2 separate regions of the Sus scrofa genome follow, and region 2 is linked to region 1. The links are chromatin contacts, called in public Hi-C maps. All regions are on one chromosome and are shown on one strand. Each heading gives the region's core, a stretch centred on a gene start, on an enhancer-like site or on the middle of the called end of the contact. The rest is flanking DNA. Distances are from core to core; before and after follow the strand shown.

Region 1 (2,913 bases), core at 21-2,520:
TCATTCAAGATTAAGTAGGTTGCGACCAGTTAAAGATGGACACTGAAACCCCCCGAACAACTGCTGAAAAGGCTGGTGTTTTCCAGAGGCTGGGGGAAAACTCCTAAAACATATTAAGCAAAAACAGAGAAAAAGTATCAAAAGTACAACCTAAACATACGTGTGTGTGTGTATGTATATACACAAACATATACACATATGCGTGTGTGTGTCTATGTGTGCGTGAGGGTGTGTGTGTGTGTGTATATACACACACATACATTTTAGGGCCATCCCTGCAGCACATGGAGGGTCCCAGGCTAAGGGTCCAATCGGAGCTACCGCTGCCGGCCTACACCACAGCCACAGCAACGCGGGATCCGAGCCACCTCAGGGCAACGCAGGATCCTTAACCCACTGAGCGAGGCCCAGGATTGAACCCACATGTTGCTACTTTTCTATTAACTGAGAACAAGCCACCAGGTCCACCTCAGCCACCCGGTCCGTCTGTGCAGGGACGGCAGGGATGAAGTGCTGCTGGCCCGATGGGGTCCTGCGGTGGCCCCCTGGTGGGCTGTTTGTGAAGTTTACCAAAATGATCCGGAGTCGGGCCCCCAGGTCCCGGCAAGAAGGGCGGGGGCTCGGCCCTCTCTGACTCAGTCCCTCGGGGGCCGGGATGGCACAGGTCAGCAGAAGGGACAGTTACGAAGCTCCCATGAGTGGCAGGACCTGCAGAAGCAGCCAGCTCTGGCGGGAAGTGGCTCTCTACGCAGGAAGACGCCTAGGCTTCCCGGAATTTTTAATCAAAACAAAACGCCAGCAAGTACAAACGTTTCAAGGGTAACTCGTCTTTTACTAACACTTCCCACCAGTAACGAGAGGTTAATGATCCGGCCTCTTTACGAGGCTTCTGGGAAGAAGGTTTGCTGACTCGGGCTGACCTGCTGGTTAGGCATCAGGAAGTTGTGATCGGCAGAAGGCTGACATTCCCGAAGTCCATCCTCGAAAGAAGAGCCAGCCTGCCCCCTGTGTTCACGTAGAAGCTGCTGCCTTTGGAATTTTATTTTTCAGTGTATCCTGGCTAAGAGGAACCATAAAAATGGGTCTGCGTTTCAATCCCTGCCACAGCACTTCCTTGCTGTGTGCCCCGGGGAAAGTCACTTGCCTTCTCTGGGCCTTACTCCCCACATCATGAGGAGAGTAAGCGTGATCTACCTCACAGGCTGCCATGGAGATAAATGAGAGGATTACAAAGGGCTTAGTAAGTGAAGTACATAATGGCCCGGGTGCATTAAGGGCTTAGAAGCGGTAGTTCTCACGAGCCCTATTTCAAATACAGACTCTTGGCCGTGTGCACTCGACCCAAGATGAGTCATGTTCCCTAAATGAGTCACGATCTGTTAGCCGCGACCCCAAGCACCCTCCAGCGCTGCCACAGCCTGGCCCCAAGAGGCAGGAGACCAGGCGGCACCCTCATTCTGCCGCACGTGGCTTCTCTGTGCCTCCATTTGTCCATTTGTGACCTGAGAGACTCGGCCAGCTCCTTGGTCAGCTCCACTCTTCCGAAGGAGAGCAGCAGATTCAGCTCAACACGCAAACGTGGGATGGAGATGGGCGCGCACACCCAGGGAGGCCAAATCAGAGTGGACCTCACACCACTGCAGAGGAAAGCGGTCTCGAAGCTTCCAACTGATGACCTCCGGGTCCCTGTGATGCCAGGAGGCACCGAGTGTCTGACGCCCACCCCCGGCTGCCTCGGGCTCCCACGTAGATGATTGTTATCAAAGACGAAACCGTGGATGCCTGGTTCTGACAAGATGGACCGGCACTGTCCTTCCCGGCTCTCCCGTGAAATCAACCCAGAAGTACATGCAGGCAGACAGGCTGGAGGAGTCAGAAGGCAAAGCCTCCTGGCCAGGTGGCGGGTCTCCCTGGCTGTCCCCGGAGGTCCTGGCCTGAGCTCACAGGCAGCTGGAAGGGAACCCCCACCTGGCGGGGCAGAGAGGGCTCCAAGGGAACCCCTCTGTTTCCACTCTGAGCAACACCACAGGGAGTCTGAGAGTCAGAGTGGGGGACAGCCTGGGTTATCTCCCCTTGGTAAGTTTTTCCTACTGTCTCCTATCACAGCCGCCAAGCAGTCTGCAGCGGGGGTGGGGGTGGGGGGGGGGGGGAAGCAGGCACTTAGAACCACAAAGATGGAAAAACTTCCCTCTAAGCAGAAAAACGGCGGTTCCAAGAACGTGGGGGCCTCCCCAAAGCATCTCCCTCACTCAGCCCTCTTGCCACTTGGTCCTGGCGGCAGATGGGGCAGGAAGAGCTCGCAGGGCAAGGAATCAGAGCCCAGGCTCTCCGGCCATGGGAGGTGGAGAGGCGATTCTGGGTAGGGGAGGTGGGAAGAGGAGGGAACTGGAGAAAGCGCCCCACCAAGTGGTATAGGAGCTCCCAGGCTCATCTCCATGCTGCTCAAGAGAGATTGGAAAATGTATTGAACCGAAAGTGAAAATACAAAGTATCAAATTTGGTAGGATGCAGCTAAGCCCATGCTTGGAGGGAAATTTATAGCATTAGAAAAAATTAGGGCAAAAATTAGAAAGCTCTCAAATCCACAATTTAAGCTCTCACCTGAAGAAAAAGGGAAAACAAGAGTAAAGTAAACCCAAAGCAAGCAGAAATAATAAAGAAAAAAGGAAATACTAAAGATGAAAAACAAAAATCAACGACACTGAAATCAGTGATAAAAATCCAGTAGCAAAAAAAATCATTGAAATCAGGGAGTTCCCAATGTGGCTGGCTCAGTGGTAACGAACCCAACTGGTATCCATGAGGACACGGGTTCAGTCCCTGGCTTCATTCAGCTGGGTTAAGGATCTGGCATTGCCATGAGCTGTGGTGTAGGTGGCAGACATGGCTTTGATCCCATGTTGCTGTGGCTGT
Region 2 (2,700 bases), core at 85-2,584, 130 kb after region 1:
GCTAGGGGTCCAATCGGAGCTGTAGCTGCCGGCCTACGCCAGAGCCACAGCAACGCCAGATCCGAGCCGCGTCTGCAACCTACACCACAGCTCACAGCAACGCCGGATCTTAACCCACTGAGCAAGGGCAGGGATCGAACCTGCAACCTCATGGTTCCTAGTCGGATTCGTTAACCACTGCGCCACCACGGGAACTCCTGCCATTGAGAGTTTTATTAGTTAGATGTTGTCCCTGACCTTCTGGGTTTCTATCTAGGAATTACTTTAATGAATAACCAACAATGGTGACCTTTTGTTGAATGTCCAATATGTTTGTTTACAAATATCCCTTCCACTAAACCATAAAACAAACCTATGATATTAGTAGTATTATTCCATTGGAGGAGAGTAATCAGGCAGTTCACAGGCTTGTCCAAGGGCCCAGTGTTAAAAAGAGGCAGTGGTGGATGCAGTTTAAGAGGCGGGCTTTTTTACCTGCCTCGACCCTATAACTGGTCTTTATGGCGTGACTGCAAGAGGGAATGAATGAGTGAGTCAGTGAGGGAAGGAAGAAGGCAGAATGAGTCAGCTCCTGCACCCACAGGGGAGATAAGAGGTGAATGCAAATAACCAGCACACAAAGTAAACAGTGATCCCACCAGCGTTTTGGAAGCAGTCCATCTTTCTATCCCCTCCTGTTTAAGATGCTTAATTCTCTCCAATTCCTTCCTACCTAGAAACCGCGGAGCCAAACCCTGGGGGTAGGAGCAGTCTCCTAGGGTTGGATGCGTGAAGTCACCCCCTTGGAGGTCCCCTGTGGAGCTCTGTAGCCCAGCAGGCAGGGTGTGTGTGGGGGGCGGGGAGGAGAGCGATGGAGGGAGGGAGGTTGGAGGGGGATGCAAGGTGGGAGAGGGAAGGGAGGAGGGGGGAATAGAGGAGGCAGAAAGGGTTGTTGCGGCGGGGGGATAAGGAGGAGGGGGGCTGGAGGAGGAGAGAAGGGCCAGGAGGAGAGGTGGGAATAGACGGTAGGGAGAAGGGGAGAACTGGGAGGAACGAGGCCTTTGGTGGGGGAGAGGGGGAGGAAGGGAAAGGAGAAAGAGGGCTGCGGGAGAAGATGGGGGAGGGCTTGGGAAGGAGTTGGGGGAGTAGGGGAAGGAGGAGAGGGTTCAGGAAGAGAGAGAAGACGGAGACAGGGAGGGGAAGGGGAGGGGGAGGAGGGAGGAAAAAGCCCCTTCTCCAGCCCCCACCGCAGAGTTGCGCAACCCACCCGGGCCGGGATTGGCCGCCGGCGAGTAAAGACGCCCCGCCCCCGGGGCCCTACGGCCAATAGCGAGAGGGGGCCGGGCGAGATGCGTCCCAGGAGGCCAATGGCCGGAGGGGGCGGGGCGGCGCGGCCTGCATCTGGCCCGCGTTCCCTGCGCACTCCGTGCCACCGCCGCGCTCGGAGCTCGGAGCTCGGAGCTCGCAGCTCGCTTCGCCCTGCGCCTCTGTCGCCGCCGCCGCTGCCACCGCCACCCGCACACCCTTGGCGCGTCCACGCACCGCTCCGCTCCTTGCAGCCGGCACAGAGTGCGCTTATCGCTCGTTCAGGGCAGCGTGTCCCCGTTGCAGCCCCTCGGCGATGGCCACCAAGATCGACAAAGAGGCTTGCCGGACGGCGTATAACCTGGTGCGCGACGACAGCTCGGCCGTCATCTGGTGAGGAACTTTCCATTGCTCTCCAAGCCCCGCTCCCCGAGCTCGCGAGGGGCCGGGGGCACTGAGCCGTCTTCCAGACCGGACGGATTAAGGGTCATCCCGTGCTGTCTTCCCGCAGCCTTAACCCAGGACAGCGTGGAAAGCCAGCGCTGGCTTCTCCCTAGCCAGAGCATCTTTTAGATTGTCCTGCTGGAAGCTCGGCACCATGCCGCTACCAACGTTGATGTGTGTGTGTGTGTTTTTCTCTTCTCCCAATCCAAAGGGTGACTTTTAAATACGACGGCTCCACCATCGTCCCCGGCGAGCAGGGAGCGGAATATCAGGACTTCATCCAACAATGCACAGGTAGGGAGAAGCGCCTTCTAGGGGAGTTCCCCATCTTTGGAGAAACTGTCAATGCCAGGGAGAAGCGGCAGAGGCCAAAGGCGCCCCTGGCTTAGTGGAACCAGATAAGAGCGTTTTAAAGCCTCATAAAAACCTCTCCCGTCTGGGCATCCGGAGCCGTCGGAGGTGACCACACAGTACCCTTTCTAGGCACGACGGCTCCTTTACCCCCTGTGAGTCACTAGTTTTCCAGCACCAGCTCACGCGGTTTCAAACTCCAGCCCTCTCCACTTTACCCTTTCTTAGGTCAGCAAGCCCAAATAAAAACAATCCTGGAGTTTATTGCAGGAGAAGGAAACTCTCAGCGGCCCCCGCCCCCCACAATCATTGTCCTTGTGCTGGTGATATGTGCTTATTTGTAGAGCCAAGTATGAAAGAGTACACCCCGTGTGATCCCATTTATATGAAATGATAGAAAAGGCAAAGCTAATCTGTGGTGTGAAAAGTGTGAAAAGTGGTCACGCTTGGGGGTGGGTAGCCGCTCCCTGGGAGCGGGCATGCGGAAGGTGGGGGTGGGTTCGGGTGGGGTTGGAAATGTTCCATATTTTTATCTGGGAGGTGGTCACACAGGTGTGTACCTATTTAAGAAATCGTCCAGCAAAATGCTTAAGATCTGTAAACTTTGGGCCCTTCCCTGGG

The links. A called contact is a pair of places that touch in the nucleus more often than the background predicts.
Region 2: a contact with region 1 is called in a Hi-C map of embryonic fibroblasts, with 3 times the contacts expected there. The contact joins the promoter of COTL1 here to the enhancer-like site in region 1. A contact is called at or near these places in 4 of 5 promoter capture datasets (fetal liver, fetal skeletal muscle and liver) and 16 of 47 Hi-C or Micro-C datasets (alveolar macrophages, blood, embryonic fibroblasts and 10 more).

What each region holds. Positions count from the first base shown.
Region 1 is chr6:3,963,836-3,966,748 of Sscrofa11.1, forward strand. No RefSeq gene overlaps it. Among named protein-coding and RNA genes, the nearest start is that of CRISPLD2, 21 kb to the left of the region's middle. Within about 2 kb of position 1,271, at least 9 of the 83 cell types and tissues checked have an H3K27ac peak or open chromatin away from gene starts, as enhancers often do. A contact at or near this core is called in embryonic fibroblasts, where this site is marked.
Region 2 is chr6:4,098,007-4,100,706 of Sscrofa11.1, forward strand. COTL1 (coactosin-like protein) reads left to right here and starts at 1,335. Exons shown (of 4, transcript XM_003361733.4): 1 at 1,335-1,677; 2 at 1,940-2,022. The coding sequence starts at 1,601.